Linked DNA regions of Hordeum vulgare: region 2 is linked to region 1. The links are chromatin contacts, called in public Hi-C maps. All regions are on one chromosome and are shown on one strand. Each heading gives the region's core, a stretch centred on a gene start, on an enhancer-like site or on the middle of the called end of the contact. The rest is flanking DNA. Distances are from core to core; before and after follow the strand shown. Region 1 holds the start of LOC123408868 (aspartic proteinase nepenthesin-2-like). Region 2 overlaps LOC123411740 (protein PSK SIMULATOR 2-like).

What was found. A called contact is a pair of places that touch in the nucleus more often than the background predicts.
Region 2: a contact with region 1 is called in a Hi-C map of an unstated tissue, with 5 times the contacts expected there. The contact joins the enhancer-like site here to the promoter of LOC123408868 in region 1. A contact is called at or near these places in 3 of 6 Hi-C or Micro-C datasets (leaf, seedling and an unstated tissue).

What each region holds. Positions count from the first base shown.
Region 1 is chr7H:617,962,927-617,969,865 of MorexV3_pseudomolecules_assembly, reverse strand. LOC123408868 (aspartic proteinase nepenthesin-2-like) reads left to right here and starts at 2,692. Exons shown (of 1, transcript XM_045101904.1): 1 at 2,692-4,745. The coding sequence starts at 2,897. The coding sequence ends at 4,432.
Region 2 is chr7H:618,038,869-618,046,275 of MorexV3_pseudomolecules_assembly, reverse strand. LOC123411740 (protein PSK SIMULATOR 2-like) reads right to left here. Exons shown (of 12, transcript XM_045104706.1): 12 at 7,203-7,407. It also overlaps the pseudogene LOC123411741. Among protein-coding and RNA genes, the nearest start is that of LOC123411740, 9.1 kb to the right of the region's middle. Within about 2 kb of position 4,030, at least 3 of the 3 cell types and tissues checked have open chromatin away from gene starts, as enhancers often do. A contact at or near this core is called in leaf and seedling, where this site is marked.

The sequences.
Region 1 (6,939 bases), core at 1,443-3,942:
ATATCCATATCAAATATGAGGAGGATATGAGGCCCGCGGATGCTCCTGGTTAGTGACCGAACATGAGAGAGAAGGAAAAAAGTAAGAGCATCTACAGTCGGACCCCTCAAATGACACCTCATACGGCCGAGGATGCGCCCGATCAGTGACCGGACAGGAGAGAGAAGGAAAAAAGTAACTCAACCGGACCCCTCATATTGTCCCTATATGCCTAGTCTGTCCGCGAACCCTCATATCCATTTCAAATATGGGGAGGATATGAGGTCCCGCAGACGTGCCCGGTCACTGACCGGACAAGAGAGAGAAGGAAAAAGTAACTCAATCGAACCCCTCATATCGTCCCTATATGTCCAGGTTGTCCGCAAACCCTCATATCCATCTCAAATATGGAGAGGATATAAGGCCCGCGGACGCACCCAATTAGGCACCGAACATGAGAGAGAAGGAAAAAAGTAAGAGCATGTACATCCGGGCCTCTCAAATGACCCCTTATTCACTCGCGGACGCGTCCGGTCAGTGACTGGACAGGAGAGAGAAGAAAAAATGTAACTCAACAGGACCCCTCATATTGTCTATATATGCTCGGGCTGCCCACGAACCCTCATATTTATCTTAAATATGAGAAGGATATGAGGGCCCCCGACCGAGCCTCGGCGTGCCCGGTCAGTTCGCCACATAGGACGTAACCCCATTCCAGACCACAATTTTCTTCTTATTTTTTTTTCTTTCTCTTTCTTTCTCTCCACCAACCACGTGCAACTGATTGAAAATATAAGAAAAAAAATGAAAAATATGATTGCGTAGATGAACAAATAAGGGACACTGACCGGACGCGTTTACGAACGTTTGAGGATCCGGATTTTCTAGTCGTGGCTCAAGATGCTGTTACGTCGCGACCAATCTTGTTCCACAAGATGTGCCTGAGTTCTAGTCACACATGCTAATTGACGTACTTATGGTACTTGACTTGTGGCCAGACATACTTATACCGACTTTTCAAATGTCAGTCTACGAAATACTCCAGTACAGTAGCGTGGTTGCATCCTCGTCACCGCTTGCTTGCATGCTGCTTGCACGCGGTAAGCTTTCTTAGCCAGCAAGTCACACACTTACACTAACCACGAAGTAAGCTCTTTGATAAGAAAAAAAAAACGAGGAACATTGTAATAACAACATAGTTTTCACATGTAATAAAATCTTTACCTAATAATAAAGAGGCTATCGCTTCCGTCGGAAAAAAACGGGGAACATTGTAATAACAACATAGTTTTCACATCCAATAGTTTTCACATGTAACAAAAAAGCCCTTACTGTTTATGATATTAAACTCGTAGTATATATATTAAATATTTTTTTAAATACTCATATCTTTTAAACCGTAACTTCAAATTTAACATATTATACATGGAATTTGATTAGAAAAATATGTAGAATTTAAATATGATATTATTTTATCTGTTAAACGTTTAATAAAAATACTATCTAGGGTGCAATCTTAATAAATAAGTCATTATTCGTCTTTCTTTCATACTGGTACTCATCCGGATTGGGAATGAACACGTCAACAAAATCAGGATTAGAGATGAAACTGAAGGTCACTGGACTGATTCTTTGCACGTATTAAATCTACATGCAAGCCGTATTAAAATAGAAGACCTGTAAAATTTTGAACTGCATTTTTTAGGATAAGATCATCTTTACTTATATCATAACTATAAATTTTCAAATTATAGACATTTTTTATAAATTAAGAGCGTGTGCCGTATGATTTTTTTTTTCTTCCGTTACAACGCATGGGCCCTTTTGCTAGTAACTAGTAAAACGAAGAGCCGCGGGCGGTCCGTCAGATACAAATCGGACGATGCAGCAGAGGAACTCTCTCCATGAGAAAAACCGAAATTCCGGCGACTGCTTCGTCGGTCGGTCTGGCCCTCCGATCTGGCGTGTGAGCCGCGCGGCCGAGAGGGACGTGACGTGCCCTGCTCCGTGCTCCCGGTCTCCCGTCCCCGGCCACCGAAATTCTTGAACCGGACGCAGCAAATTCCGTGTAAAACGGCGCGCGCGCCGCTGGATCTGAAATTTTCCGGGAAATTACGTGCGTAGACCGCATGCCGTGTCGGTCTCAACAGGAATATATTCCTCCACCCAGTCTACGTTGATTGATAGGGACGTGCGATCGCTGCTACTCCTAGCTTCGTCTCGAGCTGTCTTTTCCTTAAAAAAAATGCACTTTGACTCGATCCATCGCCTGTTTGCCAGGTCAGCGGTCTCTTTTTCAGACTTTTCTCCGCGGGGCCAGGTCAGAAGTCATGCGTGCAAGTCTTTCCTACCGTGAAGGACACACGTCGACGTGGGGTTGGTGCTGGCCGGCTAATTGAGCCACACGTCATTGCATTACACCACGTCCTGGTGACGCAAATGGGTAGTCAACATCCAGCAAGTCAAATGCTTTCAAAATATACTGGCACTACTACTGCATTACTGTATTCTCTTTGTTGAGTAAAAAGTAAAGGTAGGAAGTAGTACTGTTTTTTTTTTCTTCGAGGAATACTGTTGTAGTCCACTCTAGTATTTTTTTCTTGAGGAATACACTGTAGCCTACTGCAGTAGTTAGTTTAATTCTCTTGTAGTATAATTTCCGTAAGGAGTACTGTTGTAGTCTACTGTAATAAGTCTATTTTTTTAGTAGTTATTTTCCTCACTTTGTTGCTCTAACGAACCGCGAAAAGGTCATCGATCTTCCTGGTCAAAACAATACAAACTCTCCGCGTTGTTTCTCCACGGCCCCGACAACCATTCCAACCCCCACCACCTTACCTCTCCCCTCCGCCTCGGCTTCCGTAGCTCACCTCCCCACAAATCGCCGACGCCCCCATCCCTCTCTCAGGCCTCAGCCATGGCGAACCTCAACCACCTGCCCGTGTGCTATTCTCTGCTGGCGCTCTTGCTGCTCTTGCTCGCGCTCTCGTCCGTTCGCGCCGGCAGCAACTCGTCGGCGTCGGCCGGAACCGGACCGCTGTACGGCATCGAGTTCCCGCCCTACAACACCGCCGTCGCCGACGCCGGCTGCGACGGCAGGCTGGTCGCCGAGGAGGAGGAGCTCGCGCGCCGGACACCGTCTCTCAAGCTCCACATGACCCACCGCTCCGCTTCAGCGGGCGCGACGGGGTCGGGCTTGTTCGTCCTCGACTCGGCCAAGAAGGACGCGGCCCGCATCGACACGATGCACGGCAGGAGGGCCGCGCTGCCCGGCGCGGCGCAACGGAAGGGTTCGCGGCCGCGGCGGGCGCTGTCGGAGCGGGTGGTGGCCACGGTGGAGTCAGGCGTGGCGGTGGGCTCGGGGGAGTACCTGGTGGACGTGTACGTGGGCACGCCGCCGCGCCGGTTCCGCATGATCATGGACACCGGCAGCGACCTCAACTGGCTGCAGTGCGCGCCCTGCCTCGACTGCTTCCACCAGACCGGCCCCGTCTTCGACCCGGCCGCCTCCGCCTCCTACCGCAACGTCACCTGCGGGGACAGCCGCTGCGGCCTCGTCTCCCCGCCGCCGCCGCTGACCGGCCCCAGGTCGTGCCGCAGGCCGCGGAGCGACCCCTGCCCCTACTACTACTGGTACGGCGACCAGTCCAACACCACCGGCGACCTCGCCCTCGAGGCCTTCACCGTCAACCTCACCCAATCAGGAACCCGGCGCGTCGACGGCGTGGCATTCGGGTGCGGCCACCAGAACCGCGGCCTCTTCCACGGCGCCGCGGGGCTGCTGGGGCTCGGCCGCGGCCCGCTCTCGTTCGCGTCCCAGCTGCGCGGCGTCTACGGGGGGCACGCCTTCTCCTACTGCCTCGTGGAGCACGGCAGCGCGGCCGGGAGCAAGATCATCTTCGGCCACGACGACGCGCTGCTCGCGCACCCGCAGCTAAACTACACGGCCTTCGCGCCGGCCACGGCCGACGCGGCGGACACCTTCTACTACCTCCAGCTCAAGTCCGTCCTCGTCGGCGGGGAGGCGCTGAACATCCCGTCCGACACGCTGTCCGCCGGCGGCACCATCATCGACTCCGGCACGACGCTGAGCTACTTCCCGGAGCCGGCGTACCAGGCGATCCGGCAGGCGTTCATGGACCGCATGAGCCCATCCTACCCGCTCATCCCCGGCTTCCCGGTGCTGAGCCCGTGCTACAACGTGTCCGGAGCCGAGAAGGTGGAGGTGCCGGAGCTGTCGCTGGTGTTCGCGGACGGCGCGGCGTGGGAGTTCCCGGCGGAGAACTACTTCATCCGGCTGGAGCCGGAGGGGGTGATGTGCCTGGCCGTCCTGGGCACGCCGCGGTCCGGCATGTCCATCATCGGCAACTACCAGCAGCAGAACTTCCACGTCCTCTACGACCTGGAGCGCAACCGGCTCGGCTTCGCGCCGCGCCGCTGCGCCGACGTCTAGGCCAGGCTCATCGGCCGCCGTACATTTTGACGGATTGACTGATTGAATGGTAATAGGAGTATGTAGGTGGCCCTGCTGACTGGATGGGAAGAACAGACAGTGAAGAAAGAAACTGGGTTGTGTGTAGAAGTAAACTGGGTTTGGGTTGACAAGCAAGGTCTCTCTACAAAAAAGCGAGAGGCTTTGGTGGAATTTTGACCAATTCGGCCGCTTGTTTGGTCGAATTTTTTTTGGGACTTTTTGCTCATCGTTTTTTGTTTGCTTGTGTGTATAGACAGATGGCTTATGTGGACCGTGATGATGACATCGTAAATGGATCTCGTCGCTGCACTCTGTGATGTGTTGGCGTCACACGACTTTTCTTTTGCTTCCTCCTTAGTACAGTACTATCTTGCGCTCTGGAATCTGCCCTGCTCGGCATGGCGGCCGGCCGGTCGCCGGCGTTACGAGTGGAGCGCGGGCCACGCCGGGGAAGGGGAACGACGCACGCCGGTGCCCTGCTAGCTGTTGAGCTTACGGCTTCACGGGCCAGCCTTGGTAGGAGCACCGTCGCCAGCGATCCGTACGTGAACTTTGGTTGGCAGCACTTTTTTTTTTCGAAACCTGTTGGCAGCGCTTTGAGTAGGAAGGAACCAACGCCACGGATTTCAACGTATTCTCAAGTGGAAGCGGCGGCGTCCCGCTCGCTCGACGACCCGGTCGAGCCCCCACGCGTGCACATGCATGGGCACGCACCGACCCGACCCGAGCAGAGCGCTGCTGCTGCTGCTGCTTCATCGATGAAACGCTCGTCGTGCTTGGCGCCGATCAGATATACTCCCTCCGTTCCTAAATATAAATCTTTATAAAGATTTCACTAATGAACTACATACGGATGTATATAAACATATTTTAGAAGATAGATTCAGTCATTTTGTTTCATACGTAGACCCTTAGTGAAATCGTTTAAAAGACTTATATTTAAGAACGTAGGGAGTATATACTATGCCTCGATCAGATGCACGATCAAGAGAGGGCAGATAGTATATACGGCTAGTGGTACTTCACCGTCGAGCATTTCCTGGCTGATTCCTACGTGCACCGGCGCATGTCATGTGTACGTACTTACTCCGTATTACCGAGCGTGCGCCAAGCAGAGCACGAGTAGCCGTAGCGCCGGCGTACGAACGGAGAGCAGCAGAGGCGTGAGCAAACATGACATGATCAACTAGACGGTTCTCGGAGGGTGTGTGTTTGTACTTCCTTTCTCCTTGTGGGCGGAGGACGACGGGTAAGTTTTTTTTTAACACATATTCAAATCCAATTTATTAAGCAAGTAGGCCGCGTCATTAAAAATCTTTCCACTCCCTTTAGCTACACTGAAAGAAAAAGAGTGCGTAAGAAATCCGTTGCTTTAGACAAACAAGGATACATCGTATATTACATCTTGTCTAATAAAACTAGATGGATTTGAATCCCACAAGATCTCCGATGAGATATGAAAGCATGCCTAGCTAAATTGTATGCCATAGAATTTGCTTCTCGCTCGTAGTGTTGAACAGAAACTGAACTACTGCTATGCGCCTTCACAAAGCAGTACACAAGAATCGTTGTGAAGGGACTCCAAACTTCGACCACCCCATTGTACGCTTAGATAAGCTCTAGTGGATCTGTTTCAGTGATCACCGGAGAACACATAAGTTGCTCAATCAGAGCCAACCCTTTTTGTAGAGCAATTGCCTCTGCTGTAGCTGCATCGAGAATATAAGTTAAAGGCCATCCCCTCTTGCCACCGCAGCACCTCGATGGTCGCGGAGAACAGCAGCCGTCGCCCCCGTTCCATTTGGAAAGAAAGAGGCATCAATTTGAGTCTGTAGGTATTGAAGGACGGTTTTTTCCACGAGATTACATGTGGGTTAGGCCGCCCCGCAGCTCCTTGGAAGTTTGTCGCCAGCCCCAAAATTGCAAACGCAAAGCGCTCCGGGCTGTCAACACAGGCGCCCTTGACTGCCTCTCGTCTCTGCCACCATATGTACCAAGAGCCAACGGTGATTGCCTCTTTGAAACCTAGATTTCCCATGACGGGAATATCCGGGTTGTGATGACCACTTTGACATACAGGGCATTGCGCAGAAGTTTTGATGTTTCTGTTTGCCAAAATCCTAACCCAGGGATAGTATCGTATAGAGCTTTTCATAGGAAGATCTTCATCTTCGATGGTACTCTTAGCCGCCCTAAGATTTCCGAACCCGGGTTACACTCCGCTGTACCATGTCCACTATAGGCTACCAGTTTCGGTCCAAACTTATAATCTCATTGTGCATAATAAGCAGAGCGCACCGAGAAAGCATACGATTTTGTTAGATGCCATGCCACAAAGTCCTCGGTCATGTGTGCGTTTAAAGGGACCCTCGGGATTCTTGCAGCATCTATTGGACTGAAAAATTCAGTGATGCGTTGAACATTCCATGCGTGGGACTCAGCAATGATCAGCTCATCCACGGTATTAACTTCACAGGTCCCCCTAG
Region 2 (7,407 bases), core at 2,781-5,280, 75 kb before region 1:
AACGAATGAATGCGTGCGGCCTTTTTTTTGCAAAAACCCCCTTGATTTTTTTATTTCTCATAAAAACATTTTTCCGCTTCTATGAGACATGATGCCCAGCTGTCAGTAGTAAAAAAATTAAACAAACATAAGACGGCCTCAACGAGTTGAACTCACGACCAACTGGAGAGTTATCAGTTATTAACTCCGCCACTCACACTATTCTGCACAATATTGTTAAGAGGTCTTCATGTACTATAAACTGGACACATGAGAGGCTTAAATGAGTTGCAAATAGTGCCGCACATTTTGCGCGCACTAGTTTTTTCTAAAGACATTTATAAAACGTATGGAATAAAAATAATGTTCATATATTTATGTCGTATAATTATTTTTTTCAAGTGGATATAAATAGTACACACAAGGATAATCATTAGTAAATTAAAAAAATAAATGTACACACATGTATTATATAAAAATGTTTAGTAAATACATACATTTAAAATATATTTTAAATAAAAATGTTTAAATATTTAAATACAAGAACTATACATTTGCAGCTTATATGTAAATTATACAAATGATAAATACAAACATTTACTATTCACTTGTGTATAATTTTAGATCATTAATCATATTTAAAAATGTTATTTAATTTATATATTATCCATCACTGAATACACATATGAACATTTAAAACTTAAGCTATGTATGTTTTATTATGCAAATCTTGAACTATACCATGCGTATAATTATTGAAATGTTTGTAATTACAGAAATATTTTTATTTGTATGTATGAAATTGTATTATACAAACATTTTGATTTTAAATTTTAAATTATGAATATTTATATATTTTCTAATTATAAAAACATTTTTATTATTTATAACTATTATTTGAAATTTTGAACAAAGACGCTCTTTATTTAGGAGCTCTTTTTCTAGTTTTGCTTTAGGCAATCTTTTTAACTACATTATGTTTACTTATCCACTTAACATATGAATGTGTTATGGGTGAAGCGGCTAGGACAGTCTATGTGCTAGTGAGAGGTCGATGGTTCGTGGCACGGAACACTCCTTTTCTTCTTATCATTTTTTAAAATGAGATTCCACCGCAGCAAATAATGTTAGGAGATTTTTGTGATAAATAAAAATGTGGTTTTCACAAAAAACTGGCCACGCCCAGCCTCACTGCCATTGTGTCGCTGACAGCGGGTCCCATGCCATGCTTGCATGTCTAGTCAACGGTTCGGGTGTACACAATTAAGACCCCAGGCCTGGGCCCAGGTCCTTAGGCCCAACTTCTTTGTTAACTGTAACAATTATTAAAGATACAAGGCCCTAATATAGGCAATTCTTGAAGGCGGCCCGGGACTTTCCGTCAGCCTGCATCCGCCCCTGAAAACATATACTCCGTGTAGTTAAATTGAAGACGTAAAAACATGTGAGAGTAGTCGCCTTGACACATTGACCATTTATCCTTACTTTGCCCTGTGGCTATTTGTCCCCACAATCTTTTTCCTACCTATCCAAAACCATGACATGCCAACCTTAACAAGTGACTGGAATGGATTGTTGTATTGTGGTCATTAATTTCGTGCAGAATCAAAGAGACAAAATGCGAAGAAGAAAAAGCTAACTAATTCCTCCTATTACCAAAGAGACCTAGAGTACTCCCTCCGTTACGGTTTAAAAGACATAGTTGAATTTACGTGTGTTTTTATAATAGACAAAGTTTAAGACGTCAACGCAATCACTCCTACTAATTAATACTACTCATGTATACATATGTCGTGTTAATTTCTTAACTCATTAGACGCATGAGTATTGTTAATGTTATTTTTCAGCCTATTACATAACTGTCGATAACTACATAGGTTCTAGAGATTTTTAAGCAAGCCTTTTAAACCGTGAATGAGGAAGTGCTATATATTCCTTGACAGTTAATTTACAGTAGGCAAATAACAAGTAGTTTACATATTTGCATTTTTACTGACTGGACGCACAAGAGATCTTTAAAAACGCCTCTTGCTGTGTACAGAGCTCCCACGTCTCCATCACCTAATCTGGGCCGTCCAATCCTGATCGTACGTTGCACGATAGTCAGGAAGACCTTCTGTCCAGCGCCGTGCCTGAGAGAACCGGGCAGCTGCCGGTTGGGCGCCATGGGGGGCAGCCGTGTTTGCGACGCCGTACGTCCTACCAGCACTGGTCGGTCTCCCACGTCCTCCGCCGGAACGCCGGTGAGGACGTCGAGGCCGCCCGGCGCATCGTCATCCCTGCGGCGCGGCAGGCCACGCTCCGGTCGTAGCGAGCGCGCTCGTCGGGATCGGCGAGCGTGGCGTAGGCGGCGTGCAGCCGGATGAACCCCTCGTCGTCGCCACCTCCGACGGCGTCAGGGTGCACTTCCCTGGCAAGACGCCGGTACGCAGCCTTGATCTCGCCCCTGCTGGCCCCGGCCCCGAGCCCGAGTACCTCGTAGTGCGTCCACCCCTCGGCCACCGTGGCTGTCGCCGCCATCGTCGAGGACGCCCGCGCCACCATGCACCGCCGAGGCCCGGCCACCCGCCCCGGGCCAGCCGATCCCATCACCGCCGCCGTCGACGTCGCGAACGTAGCCATCGATCGATTCCCCGATCTCTGTTCTTGAGTTCTTGATCCAAAAGTAGACTACTTCTTCGTTGCACTGTTGTCCGGCCTCGTCGAGGAGAGCAGAGACGCCGATGGACTTATAGTGGGTGAGGACGGACGAGTCTGTGGTGCCACTCGTACGCCCACCTCTCGATCTTATCTCCAAAAAAGATGCGAAGAAGAAGGAGAAGATTATGTGTGAGCTCCTGCGGAGTCTGTCATCATCGTGGTTTGTCGGCCTCGTGAGCGTTGCTTTCGCGCCACCGATTGTGGTGCCAACTTCTCTTCCCCAACAAGGCGGAAAGGGACTGGTGGGCCGTCCGATCGTGAATCGGTGCGCGGGATGTCATGTAGCACGTGATATGATCTATAGTCCACATATGGCCACAAGGCATGCATGGCATGACACATAAAGTTTAGCTGTGGATGGTAGTATAGCTCAAATTAACAAATGGATCTGTGGATAGTGCTATTTGTTTTTGTTTTATTGGCATGCTGACATGTCAAATTTGAATTTTGAAATCTCGGTGACATCATATGCGTCCCCCATTCTATGATTCAATATTGCCAACTTGTTTTAGGAGAAAAAAAATAGTATGAGACTTTGTGTTTGGATTCCCCAACAAGAACGGTAGATTTTCCATTATTGTTCTCGCCGAGCTAGGTCTCGCGACACAGACAGATTGTGATGATTATATTCTTCTTTCATGGTATAGACTTCCCGAAAATTTGTTATTCTGCCGTTTGACATTTGAATTTTGAACTTCGAATCTCTGTGTTCATACCGTCGACTTGTTTTACAAGAATTCATTAGTTTTTCCTTGTCGCCCCACATGCCTGGAGGCACGGCCGGTAGATTTTTCCTTGCGATGATGATGGGCTAATCGATTGTGTGGTCACATATTTTTCGTCGTTCGGACTTTCGGGGACTATTTGATATTCCAGTGTTTGTGGTTATGTGAATCCGGTGCACGTCGCCCACGAACTCGTCCGCCTGAAAGCGAAAGACACGTACGCATCTGCACGCAATGATCAGCCGTGGCCTCTGAATTTTCTGCAAGTCTTTGTACGTACCTGCTCTTGTTTCTGCATCTAGTCTAGATGATAGATGTACCTCTGATTTTTCCACACGGCGCTTTTGTTCCAGTTCTAGATGGTTCGAGATGCTAGCTAGTATCTCAAGCTACACGTATCGTGTTCGGAGAAAATTATTCTACAGATGGAATTAACTTGCACCCGGTGTCGTGTCGGCCAACGGCTTGCTTGCCTATCATCGCGTACGGGAAGAAGAAGAAATTATGTTGGTCTGAGTTCACTCCAGTAGTCGTACGTGTTATTGCGCTGCCTATATCACATGCAGTGTCTGGGCGGCGCCGACAAGAAGCCAGTCGGCCATGCATGCACCTTGCAGTAGGGCGAGCAGAGCTGTGATGGATGGACGGGGTTATCAATTCGGTGGGTGGTCGTCGGAGACGCCGACCGCACCACGATCGCCATGGCGACGTTCGACGGCGATGGCCGCCCGGGGAGAAGACGGATAGAAGCCGGCGCGTACATGTGGGTGGCGGAGATGGATCGGATGGGAGCGGCGGACATGGACGTCGCCGTGAAATGAATAGGGAGTGAATATGTATGCATGGGAAAAGTGCTAGCTTGCATATTATTGATTTACAGTATAATGATATGTGATGTCCTGATAAGATGGATGAGCTGGTGAAGGGGAGACACTATCAGTATTAGTACCACTCAGTTAGCAGTGGATAAGCTCTGGACCACCCCGGCTGAATCATGGCGATGGTGTTATCTGGATAAATTATTTATTCTGAAAAGAGAAAGGATTAGGATGCAGCACTATGAATATTTTTGGCGACGACAAGAGCCAGGGGAACGCATATACTCCATGGGAATACAGAACATGGAATGCACAAGCGTGGAGGACCTCTAAAGATAATTATCTCTAATATTGGTTCAAAGTTGAGTTAAGTTCTGGTAGCCACACTAATTGTACAAACAGTTTCTCACAACATAATAACTCATAAAAAATATAAACCTGTTTATGCATCTTTTAGAGCTAAATTCATTTTTTTTCATTTGAAACTAATCCAAAAATCCAGAATTTTTATTTCTTAGGTAGCATGAAAATTTCTAGGTCTTTTTGCAACGGCCCCACGGACAGCTTCTTGGAAATTTTAGCAATATAATGACAGTTTTTGGAATTGTTTTTTTACTTTCTCACGTGGCAGTTATATTTATTAAGAATATTGCATTTCAATAATTAGTAGCATGGCATTTATATTATTAGGATATTGGTTTTTATGTTTTTTAGTGTTTTTATTAGTATCATAGCATTTTTTTATTATCAAGAGTATGCAAGGTTTATCATTAAGAGCGTAGCATTTTTATTATTAATAACATGGTATTTTTATTAATAGGAGGGTAGTAGTTTTATTATTAAGAGGATGAAAGTTTCATTACTGAGAGCATAGCATATTTATTATTGTTGCTAGGGCATTTTTATAAAGTGGATGTCATTTTCATTATTTAGAGGATGGCAATGTTTATTTTTATTGGTATGGAATTTTGTTTATCATAGTAAATCTATAATTAGATAAATGGCAGTTTTCATTTATTTCAAAGCATGGCATTTTACAAATTTTATGGGTTTCTCTGTTTTGTATACAATTTTTATGGCGATTTTTATGTGCAAGATGGCTGTTTTAAAGTTTAGCACGAATTATTTTCTAGATCACACAACCTTTGTTTTTTGGTTTTCATCATACTCATTGCCAACTTGTAAATTAGAGGAATGGCAGTTTTATAAAGTAGCATGTCATTTTCAGTTTTTAGTTCTTCTCCATGTGGTTTATAAGAACTGTTCTCTTCTGTTCATGAAATTTTAAGTTAGAAGAACTTTTGGGCTGATCAGGGGTCGCCATGGTGAGCCACGTAGCGAACAAGCCGAAAGGTTCACTAGGAGCTACTCCCCTAGCGAACAAAATTGTTCCATGGGAGCAGCTCCGTGGCAGTAAGCGACACATATTCAAGTCCTAATTCTACAACAAGCATTGCAAGCAAAGCCTAAGTTTTGCCCTTTGATAAGAAAGATCTAACCAATGTTGGAAAAGTTTACGAAGGTTCACACATTGCACAAAGAGAGGATGTCATGCCACAACCCAGCGTGATCCTTTAATGAAGCATATTTAAGCCGATGAGTCCAAATGGCAAGATTATCTATCATAGCTCCAATTTTACACTGCAAGTCTATCTCAAGATCTTGTAACACCTTCATGTTCCTAGTATCCTAGATTTTCCAAAGCTTGAGGAGCATGATGAAACCTCAGATGGAGGCGGGTAAGCCGGGTGTGGCATGGGTGAAGTGAAGAGCTCGTTGATGGGGCGGAATTAAGGCTTGATGGCCACAATGTGCTAAACTCTTCTTGTTGTCGGGCAGATGCAGAAGAGGTATCGCATCTCCTCATTCACATGATTACGTCACGGGCACGTGGCATTTGGCATGATCATTTTATTCAGCAGGTTGTTCTTGGTGTTTAACGTATGGAGGTAGAAGAGCTACCCAAATATCATGACTTTATTTAGCACCCGGGTGTTTAACGTATGGACGTATGGATTAGTTGGAGCATCCTACAGGGTTAAATCTTTCGGAAAATCGTGCCTGCGGTTATGTGGTAACTTGAAAACTTTGTTTAACACCCGGTCATAGCAAACTTGAAGTTAACTTAATTAAAACATGTCAACTCCGTGTGTAACCGTGACTGTCTCTTCTCGTGAGTTTCTGAACCGAGAGAGGACATAGTGGGATTATGTTTGACGTAAGTAGGTGTTCAGGATCACTTCGTGATCATTTCTAGTTCACGTCTGTTATACGAAGATCACCCTCCCTTTCATTCTTGTACTCGTAAGTTAGCCACTCAAATAAATGCGTAGTCGCTTGCTGCAGCCTCACCACTTAACCATACCTCATCCATTAAGCTTTGCTAGTCTTGTTACATTTGGAAATGAGATTGTTGAGTTCATGTGGCTCACAGATTACTACAACAACAGTTGAAGGTACAGGTAAAGCGATATTTTGACGTGAGCGCGATGATTGTTCTATTTGAAGTTTCTCCTTCTCCTTATTCTTCTTCATCGATCTAGGATGGGTTCCAAGCTGGCAGTCTTGGATAGCAAAGATGAACGTTGTTCTTTTATCGTTTGTTTTCGTTCGTAATCGGACTCTGCTCTTCTACATGATGTTTGAATGTTATTGTTGTATTAAAATATTCATGTTGTAGGTTGTGGCGAGTGTAAGTCAATTTCATATACTCATTTCTTATGTACATGTATTTGTAACGATATCCATTTGTGCAAAACGGCAAGATGCGTTTCTATCCCCATTGAGACCCTCGAGTCAAAATAAAAATAAAATCGTATCTTGGGCATTACACTTTGCTAACTTGCCAAGCAGCCGTAGCCACTAGAGATTTGTTCATAAGTGACAAATCTCTAATACCCAACCGTGCCTTCATTCATGGATTTGCAAATATCTTCTCAAGCTCTGAAACAAAGATGTTTAGAAGCATTGTCTATCTGTATCCATGTCCACCCTTTCTGATCTCGCTATATTTCAGTCAAATCACCAACCAACTGTAACACTGTTATATATATATTCTACATATGTACATGAACTAACCAAACATATATAATTATAAAACACACATATACAAGATATATACGATTGGATCGATTGAACAAGAAGAAGGCGGCAAAAGCCAAAGAATACCTACTCTCACCCTGTGC